3 separate regions of the Mus musculus genome follow, and all the other regions are linked to region 3. A link is a contact called in public HiCAR-type and HiChIP or PLAC-seq data. All regions are on one chromosome and are shown on one strand. The core of a region is the stretch at or near the end of the contact, and the rest is flanking DNA. Distances in the headings are between cores, read along the strand shown. Region 1 holds the start of Map1s (microtubule-associated protein 1S). Region 2 holds the start of Dda1 (DET1 and DDB1 associated 1). Region 3 holds the start of Pbx4 (pre B cell leukemia homeobox 4).

Region 1 (3,082 bases), core at 458-2,957, 1.1 Mb before region 3:
CTAATCAGCCAGACTGCAGAAGTGGCAAGAAACTGTAGACTACCATCACAAGTTTTTTGGTTTTTTTCTGTGTGTGTGTGGTCTCAGCACAATGTAAGGCGGACCAGTATATGTGTGTTATTATTAGTAAAGAATCTTTTACCATGTGTCTTTTTATGTGTTTGTTTTAGTAGAAAATCCTCTCTCCTGTGTCTGCTTCAGGGAAATGTTCCTTTACAAGTCTGTCCTTAGCTTTTTATATCTTTATCTATTTTAATGAAACATTCTTTCACATTTGCCCCCAGCAAAACCCCATCCAACTGACTTTCCAAAGTACCCTTAAGTTTCCACCTCATTCAGGTTCTCTGGAAAAAGTTTGCTCTTAATCACTGAGCCACCTCTCCAGCCTCATAAAGTTATTTTTGTTGCTCCTTGATAACTAATTTTACTAGTTACAAACTGTAAATATCTGATATGCAGCCCCTCTCCAGAAGGGTCATGAATCACCGGCTGAGAACTCCTGCTCTAGGCAACTCCTGCTCTAGGCCTTCAGCATCCTCAAGTACCCTGACACCATGGAAGTCTTGCTTGCTTTGAGTCCTCTTCCCCAGCACATCAGCACTTCTCAGAAGACAAGGGACACTGCCTGTCGTTCAGCCCAGCCTGTATGCTGAGGCTGTCCCACTTAGGCCCAAGGACCATGCACCTCGATGGGCATTCTACATTGTTCTGGGGATTTGATTTTTTTTTGAGACATGGTCTCACGTAGTCCATGCTGAATACAACTGCTCTATGAAGTTAAGGACAAGCCCTTTATCTGATGTGCATCTCAAAGGTGCTGAGATGACAAGTGAAGAATGCTGGGGATGAAGCCCATGATCAAGCACTCCAGGCAACTTTAGATCTATCGACTGAATCCCAGCACTTATTTTGAATAGGTTGTCTTGTAGCCCAGACTGGCCTGGAACTTGCAGTGCTCCTCTGGCCTCAGCTCACGACTGCAGGGGTAACAGGCATAGGCATCGCATTCGCTACCCCATTGCAGAGGATGCTGCTGCGCTCGATGCCCCAGTGTGGCAGGTGCGCCTGAGTCAGCTCCCCTCGTGCCAAGCATCCCCGGGGCGGCCGCGCCACCCACGCACCAATTAGCACCCCCGGAAAGCAGGCCCCCGGGCGCCGGGGGAACTTGCCAGCCAGGCGAAGGGAGGGGCCGTGGGAGTGAGGCCGCACACCGCCAGAACCCCGAAGTCGGGGACGCAGCGCCCACCCGGCCGCAGGCCGCTCCCCGAACCCTGTATCCCCGGAATGTGACGCCACATCTAACGTGCCCCACGCGGATCCCAGCCTGCCGCGCCCCACCCAGACCCAGTAACCCGTGTGGCAGAGTTTTGTCCAGGCCGCCGCTAGGCACGTGCGCAACCCTATGCCCGTCTGGATCGTAGGCCACGCCCGGAACGTTGCGTCCAGGGACCCCGCACCCCACCCGGACCCCGGCCCGCCGCGCGCCGGAACCCCCAGCCCCGGACGCCCCGCCCCGCCCCGCTGCCACCGCCCCAAGTCCCCACGGACCCGACCTCGTTCCAACTCCTCCATGACGTAGGCCAGCAGCCCGGGGCAGCCACACTCGCCACCCACCACCAGCAACAGTAGGGAGCTGGGCGCCTCCACAGCCTCCGGCGCCGCCATCACTGCCGCCATCTTCGCACCGCCCCGACGCTCTGAGCGCCCCGCCCCGCTGGCCACGCCCCTTCAGGGAGCTTACCGGAAGCACCGGAGACCCCGGCCGGAAGCGCCCCCTCCTCTCCACCCCTCTGTCAATGCCCGCTAGGCTTTGGGAGCCCGAAGAGGACTGAGACTGGCTGTGTACTAAGATACCGTTATCCCTCCCAAATTTCATCCATTCATTTTTCATTCATTCCCTCATTCATTCTCCCGCTAAGCAACGCTTAGAATCTCTGTCCCCCGAAAACTCATTCCATCACAGGGGTTCTGCACAGAACCAGAGTCGGCTAGGTCCTGCGAGCTTCCTGAGTTAGAACCTGGACAGAAGAGAGCTTGGGGATGTGTAGCTGCTTGCTAGGTGTGTGTGCTGGGCCGGGTCATTTTGGAAGAAAGGACATTTTGGAGGGGTAAAGTCACCAAGCCTATCTGACACCAAGTCAGGTTGTCTCTAGATGACCCTGGGACTGTGATCTTCCTGCCTCCACAGCTTCCCACACGTTGGGACAGTAGACAGCTTGGGATTCACTAGGGCTATGTGTGATGGAGACTGCTTATGTGGCTCCCACTCAGACCTGGAACATTTTCACCCCAAACTTGCATCTTGGTTTATTTGTTTTTCGAAACAGGGTCTTTCTGTGTAGCCCTGGCTGTCTCGGAACTTGCTCTCTAGATCAGGCTGGCCTCAAATTCACAGAGATCTGCCTGCTTCTGCCTCCTGAGTGCTGAATTCAAAGGTGTGCTCCACCACCACCCAGTCCAATCTTACTTCTTTTTTGGCCATTCCATGTTAAGTATTTGAAATGCTGTTCACCCCAAGAAGGACCAGCTGGCTCCCCTCAAGAGTGAGCCTTCTGTCTCTGGAGTAAACAACTAAGCCCAGCCAGGTGCTTCCATTCACAGTCAACCTCCACTACCTAACAAATATGAGTCCAGCCTAGGCTACATCAAGTCATATATCAAAAAGAAACAACAATTTAAAAAGACAAAGATTCATGCCTTTAACCTCATCATCTCTCTAGAGACAGAGGCAAGAGGATCTTTGTGAGTTCAAGGCCAACACTGGTGTACACAGTGTTGACAAGACAGACAGACAGACTTTTAAAATAAATGAAAAACAAGCAAAGGCAATTCAGGACTGGTGTGATGCATCAGGAACCCAAATCAAGCCTGCTGCTGACAGACGTTCTGTAAAGGACTTCCCCAAGCCAACTTCCTCCATCAGTCCGTAGCATCAGCCAAGTCCTCAAGCCATGGTCTGAGCTTCCTGGATACTCTTTTGGCGCCAATATCCTTCCTGAATCCTGACTCCTCCCCCTTAACTGGTCAGCCTGCAGAAGTTGATGGCTTGTGATTTCCTCTGTTGTTATAACGGAAACAGAAC
Region 2 (3,009 bases), core at 12-2,511, 1.6 Mb before region 3:
ACAGGCAGAGGTGCAGCTGATGCAAAGGTCCTGGGACAGAAGGGACTTGGGAACCAGAGGAAGTGGCCACTAGGAAAGGGCTAAGCAGGTGGGGATGAGGTCACAAAGCAGGGTGCTGCCCATGAAAGGAAGCCAGGCACAGACTCACCACAGGGGGGTTCAAGGATGCCTGATATGTTAGAAAGCGCACAAAGTGTCCTTTTTGAAAACCTGATTCTAAGTAAATTAAAGATGGCCAAAGGGCTGGGATGGGAGAGGGTAGGGAGGAAGTGGAACAGGCCTCTGGAAAGCACAACTCTCCCTGTCTAGAAACTCTTCTGTGGGGTTCACTACCTATTCTCCAGGGTGCGGGCTGGCATATGGGGTCTGGACTCATCATTGCCCAACTGTGAGGGATGGCCACTGCCTCAGGTCACAGATGGGAACCCCAATCCCAAAGAACCACGGAAGCCTCAACCCCGGAGCAGGTTTTGAACTCCCAGCTGGTTACAGGAATCACGTCACTTGAGGACTGGGGGACAGCGAGGGAAGAATGTCCCTTAGCTCATCTGTGGGCAGGTGCCTGTGTTAGCCCCTGTGGATACCCCATCCTAAGGGGTGGGCACCCTCATTTTGCAAAAAGGAAGAAGAAGGACAAGTGTGGGCTCGAGATGAGAGAAAGGGGTGGGAACCTGGTCTGGCGCGATGTCGCACCTCCTTTAGTGACAAAGCCCTGTATGTGACAGTGACAACCCCCTCCCTACGATGAACCAAGACCCGCACCTCAAACGCCCGGAACCCGAGGAGCCATGTCGAGGAACAGCCCGGAGCGGGAGGGGGGCTGTCTCAAGGGACCCCACCCCATCGCAAGCGATTTCCGGGAGGGGGAGACAAGAGACAGTCGCGACCCGGAAATGAATGAGTTGTCAGGGCCTGGAAGCATACCTAGGGTCAGGGTTCGCAGAAAGAGCTCTAGTGGGGTCTATGGGCAGCCCTCGGAGGGATCGGGGGAAGGGTCATAGGTCACAGGTCAGCGTGAGGGGCGGGGCCGGGGCTGGTGGGGGGGGATAGGGCGGGGAGCCTTCAGAGACAGTGGGGGACCCCATGGCGCCATGCCGGGCAGTAAGGGAGGCCGCATGGCCGCGCTCACCATCGTCCGCGTCTTCTGCCACCCGGACCGCCGCCGCCGCCGCCGCCGCCGCAGCCGCAGCCTCCTTCCCAGTAGCCGCCGCACAGCCACTTCCAGCCGCCGCGCAGCTCACTCCGATGGCGACAGCACCGCGCGTCATTGGCCCGCGTGGTGGCCCCGCCCTTCACGGCGGCCGCGCCCGACGCGCTCCCATTGGCCGACCGGTGCTCGTTCGCGTTATAATTGGTCTCTGCATCTCCGCCTTCGTCGTCGAGTTCGGTTGAAGGATCAAACCCCGCCCGGGGCTTGGGAAGTAAGAACTTGAGATCCGGACGTGGGTGGCGACCCGCGCGATGCGTCCTGGGAGTTGTAGTTCACAGGTCGCCAGCGATGCGGCAGGGCTCTGCTCCTTCTAGGAGCTGCTCCACCTTTTCTATGATGTCCCTGGAAGGCTCATTGTAATGAGTTCATCCAACTCACAGCCTCCTATGCTGGATCTCAACCTACAGTTCATTTTTTTGAGGTCTCATAGTACAGGCTGACTTTAAACATGCAGCAATCCTCCTGCCTCAGCCACCCGAATTCCTGGGATGGCAGAAGTAAGGCTTTTGTTATTTTAGGTAGAGCTAACATGGACTTATTAAGAAAATGTAGGGCTGGAGAATTGGCTCAAAGGTTAAGAGCACTGGTTGTTCTTCCAGAGGTCCTGAGTTCAATTCCCAGCTAACCATCTATAATGAGGTTTGGTGCACTCTTCTGGCCAGCAGGCATACATGTAGGTAGAACGCTGCATGCATAAACAAGTCTTTAAACAAACAAACAAACAAATAAATACATGAGAGGAAATGTGGGGGTAGGGGCACATTCCTTTAATCCCAACACACAGGAGGTAGAAGTGATGGATCTCAGAATTTGAGGCCTGCCTGGTCTACAGAGCAAGACTTCCAGCACAGCATACCTTGTCTCAGAAAAAGTTGTATAACATTTTAAGAATTATGAGTGTGTGTGTGTGTGTGTACACAACAGTCTTCATGTAACGAGGGCTACTTTTTGGGAGTCCTTTCCACCCTGTGTGGTCCAGGATCAAGGTCTGGTCATCTGGCATGGTGATAAGAGCTTTTTATAGTTGAGCCACCTGGCCAGCCTCCTAATTTCATGTTTTTAAGACAGGTCTGTGTAGCCTAGGCTGGATCTGGAATTCCCTTAGGATGTAGCTATCTCCTCCTGAGTGCTGGAATGACACACATGCACCCAGGGTTTTACTTGTACTGTGGCTGCCCTGGCACTCTGAAGACCAGGCTAGCCTCAATTTCACAGATCTGCCTGCCTCTGCCCCACCTAGTGCTGGGATTAAAGGTGTACACCAGCAACACTCAGCTTTTTTTTTTTTTTAAGATTTATTTATTATATGTAAGTACACTGTAGCTGTCTTCAGACACACCAGAAGAGGGCGTCAGATCTTGTTACAGATGGTTGTGAGCCACCATGTGGTTGCTGGGATTTGAACTCCAGACCTTCGGAAGAGCAGTTGGGTGCTCTTACCCACTGAGCCATCTCACCAGCCCCCTGACACTCAGCTTTTAAACTTTACTTTTCATACATGGGTTCTGAACTAGCGCTGTGTGGCATGAAGCTAAGGCTTCCATTGTGCTGTCTTCTTCTATGGCTCCCCACCTCACTGACTGGCCTGTTCATTACACTGTGTTGTTGTGTGTGATGAATGTGTAGGGGGCAGAGGACCCCTCTTACCCACCTTCACATGGGTTCCAGTATCAACTCAGGTCACCAGACTTGACTGGCAAGTGCCTTTTCATGCTGAGCTATCCCACTGGCCCTCGTTCACTTAGAAATAGGAATTCATGAAGTCCAGGTTGGCCTTACCTTGCTATGTTGCTAAGAAT
Region 3 (3,483 bases), core at 385-2,884:
TCTCAGGGCTTCTGAGACTTCATATACATGCTTCAGTCCATAAATAAATGTAAATGCAAAAGCCAGAGCATGATCGAGGAAGACCGCTGATAGTGACCTCTTACCTCAATACACACATGCGCGATGTGGACCAGCATGCACACGTGCACATACACACAAAGCCACATCATCACACACATATATGAAAGAAATGCTTTAAAATGGGTCCCTGAGTGCTGGCCTAGCATGCACAAAGCCCTGTGTTCAGCCTGAGCATCACACGAGCTGGGTGTGCTGGTACATGCACTCAGGGAGGCTGAGGCAGGAGATCATCCTGGACTGTATGTGTTGTATGGAGAGTTTCAGGCTAGCCTGGGAAACATGAGGTCCTCTCCCAAACAAACAGACAAATAAATATAAAGAAAAGGAATCCTTGGGATGTGGTTAGTGGGTGGCGGATGACTCTCACCCCAGCACTCTGAAGGTAAAGACTGCATGATCAGGAGTTCAAGGTTATCTTTTGTTTGTTTGTTTGTTTGTTTGAGTCTCTGGATGGTTCTAGCCAGGGTTTCTCTGTGTAGCCCTGGCTGTCCTGGAACTCGCTTTGCAGACTAGGCTGGCCTCGAACTCAAAGATCCTTCCAAGGTTATCTTTTAATAAGTTTGAGGGATGGAGAGAGGGCTCAGTGGTTAAGAGCACTGACTGCTCTTCCAGAGATCCTGAGTTCAATTCCCAGCAACCACTTGGTGGCTCACAGTCATCTGTAATGGGATCTGATGCCCTCTTCTGGTGTGTCTGAAGACAGCTACAGTGTACTCATATACATAAAATAACTGACTCTTTAAAAAAAATGATGAGTTTGAAGCAAGCCTGGTGATAAAAGCTCCTGCCAGGTTGGGGGTGGGTACACTGGAGAGAGAGCTTAGTGGTTTAGTGTACTCGCTACACTCCCAAAGAACTGGAGATCTCTACTCACATGTCGGGAGCACACACACATACACACAAAGAGAAAATAAAAACTATAAAAAGACGGGTGCCCTCTATGTCCACCCAGCTCCCCATATCCGTTCCTGAAAGTTCTCAACGGATCCTGTATCAGATCATTCTAGTACAGGCTCTTCAGTAGCTTCTCTTCCACTGTGTGACTTGCAAACTTGCGGTCTTTGCCCTACCCCAACCCTACGCGTCCGCCAATAATAGATCACTTAACCCTTCCAATGTCTCCTGTTCCCAGGGCCGGGCTTTTACCTCCATAACTCTGATACCCTCTTTCCTCACGAAGTCACCCTTTAGTCCAGGACAAATTCTTGTATCCTTCATTCCCTCTGGCCCAAGATCACTCCGCCTGTCCATCACTCCAAGCTCAGCTGCACCTGTCCCATCCTCATCCCGCCTCCGCCCCTTCCCTTCCTGCCCGGGAGCCGCACCTGGCCTGAGCCTCGTCCAGGCTCTGGTCGGTGATGGCCATGATCTGCTGCAGGACGTCGCTCGTGTCATGGCCTAGTGGAGCTGTGGTCGGCAGGCGGCGCGGGGCGGGCTGTGGCGGCACGGGACGCAGAGGGGCGGCCATGGGCTACAGTCCCGAGCGAGCGCAGAGGGACAGGTCCCGCCGGGCTCTCGCGCTTGCGCAGCAGCCAACCGCCGCAGACCCAGGGACCACGCCTCCTTCAAGTCCACTAGCCAATAAAACGCCCTTTTCATCTATCTTCGCCGTGCATCACCCTCTCCTTCGCGATGCGCCCCAAACAGCTTCTCAACGGCTGCTGAGGGTTGAGGGTTGTCTAGGAAACAGGAATTCTCTTCTGATCCTCCCACCCCTCAGGACACGCCCCCTGTGGGCGCCGTCACCAATCAGCACCATGCACTGTTCCCCCTCCTCAGCGACTAGCTAGAAACTTCCTTTCTCAACTGCCAGTAAGAAAGGAACCCCATGGTTGGGGTTGCCATGGTAACGACTACCGCCTGCATTTGCTTAAGTCTGGTGCACTTTATGGCTACCTTCCCCATCATAGGCCCTCGTCCCTTGCTTACTCCAGTGCCTCTGCCTTCTCTTTAGTCCTGGATCTGTTTAGGTTATCACTTCTTCACAGGGCCCGGGTTCTTTACAGTCATTCACATCTGAGTTTACTTCCTCAGAGGCTTGCATCCTCACTGTTTGCTCCCCATCTTCATATTTTTCAAAAATTTCAAAAATTTGTGGGTGGGCAAGGCGACACATGCCTTTAATCCCAACACCAGGGAGATGGATCTCTGTGAGCTCTAGGCTAGCCTAGGCTACATAGTTTCCAGACAGCCAGGGCTATACAGAGAGACCTTGTTTCAAAAATAACTTGAGACAGAGTCTCTTATTGCCCATGCTGTCCTCAAGTTTGTTATGTAATGAAGGTTGCCCGAGTTTGCTATGATTGGAGCATGATCTCGAACTTTCTTCTACCTCTAACTCCTAAGTGCTGGGATGAGTGCTGTGTGCCACAGGGCCCTGTTTGTGTGGTGAAGAGGATGGAATTCAGGGCAGCAAGCATACCAGACAAAACCCTACCAACCTAACTATATCTGTACCCTAAATTTTCAGCGTCTTGAGTCAGTGCCTCATATAGTTCAAACTGATATCAAATTCACTGGTAACTGAGAGTGCCTTCCCCTCTCCTCACTGCCCTGGCTACTTCCTCAGAACTGTGGGTCTTCCTCCTCATAGCTCCCCACAGCTCCTCAGAATTCCCACTCCCCAGTCCTGCCTCTTCCTCAAGGCCTCTCACACCTGAGTCCCAGGCTCCGCAAAATTTCTGGTCCTTTTCACAGTCCCTCCCACCCCCCGCCCTGGGGTTCTCCCAGCAGCCCTCAGGGTCCTCCACTCTATGACTCCTCAGAATTCTTCTGGGCTGGTGAGATGGCTCAGTGGGTAAGAGCACCCGACTGCTCTTCTGAAGGTCCAGAGTTCAAATCCCAGCAACCACATGGTGGCTCACAACCATCTGTAACATGATCTGACTCCCTCTTCTGGTGTGTCTGAAGACAGCTACAGTGTACTTACATATAATAATAAATAAATCTAAAAAAAAAAAAAAAAAAGAATTCTTCTGACCTCAAGAGCATCAATGTCTGCAATATTTGACTTTTTCTGGGGAACTGCTCTGGGATAAGAAGTTAACCTGACCAAAGAAACAACTTCACTCAAGTCCAGTTTTGTGAACCAGGGACTTTATTGAGGTTCCTCCCCAATGCATGGGCAGCTCCAGCAGAAATGTATCATCTTCCCTCCCCCACCTTCATTATGGGTCTATAATCTTTATTGAGGAGAGTGGTCCTATGCATATGTCCTGTATTTGTACAAAAACATATTAGTGGTCCAAACTTGTGAGGTCATGCATGAATGAACGCAGTTCTTGATTCAACATGGCAATGACCATATCCAGCCTGGAGGGGTATGACTGTTTCCCATAAGTCCTGGGCCCCTCGAGCATAGTCTCCTTTGGCTGGTCACCAGAATCCTGTTATAACCGTATG

The links. HiCAR-type assays count read pairs that join an accessible place to other places. HiChIP or PLAC-seq counts read pairs in DNA pulled down with a chosen protein or histone mark.
Region 1: a contact with region 3 is called in a HiCAR-type map of astrocytes, with 4 times the contacts expected there. The contact joins the promoter of Map1s here to the promoter of Pbx4 in region 3. A contact is called at or near these places in 1 of 39 promoter capture datasets (neutrophils) and 1 of 115 datasets of contacts at active chromatin or transcription factors (astrocytes).
Region 2: an H3K27ac HiChIP or PLAC-seq map of microglia shows a contact between it and region 3, with 6 times the contacts expected there. The contact joins the promoter of Dda1 here to the promoter of Pbx4 in region 3. A contact is called at or near these places in 1 of 39 promoter capture datasets (liver), 1 of 484 Hi-C or Micro-C datasets (B cells), 2 of 115 datasets of contacts at active chromatin or transcription factors (forebrain and microglia) and 1 of 9 other capture datasets (liver).

What each region holds. Positions count from the first base shown.
Region 1 is chr8:70,904,599-70,907,680 of GRCm38.p6, reverse strand. Map1s (microtubule-associated protein 1S) reads right to left here and starts at 1,707. Exons shown (of 7, transcript NM_173013.3): 1 at 1,554-1,707. The coding sequence starts at 1,677.
Region 2 is chr8:71,467,446-71,470,454 of GRCm38.p6, reverse strand. Dda1 (DET1 and DDB1 associated 1) reads right to left here and starts at 1,261. Exons shown (of 5, transcript NM_025600.2): 1 at 1,130-1,261. The coding sequence starts at 1,132.
Region 3 is chr8:69,830,775-69,834,257 of GRCm38.p6, reverse strand. Pbx4 (pre B cell leukemia homeobox 4) reads right to left here and starts at 1,634. Exons shown (of 8, transcript NM_001024954.2): 1 at 1,407-1,634. The coding sequence starts at 1,549. It overlaps Lpar2 (lysophosphatidic acid receptor 2), which reads right to left. Exons shown (of 3, transcript NM_020028.3): 3 at 3,156-3,483.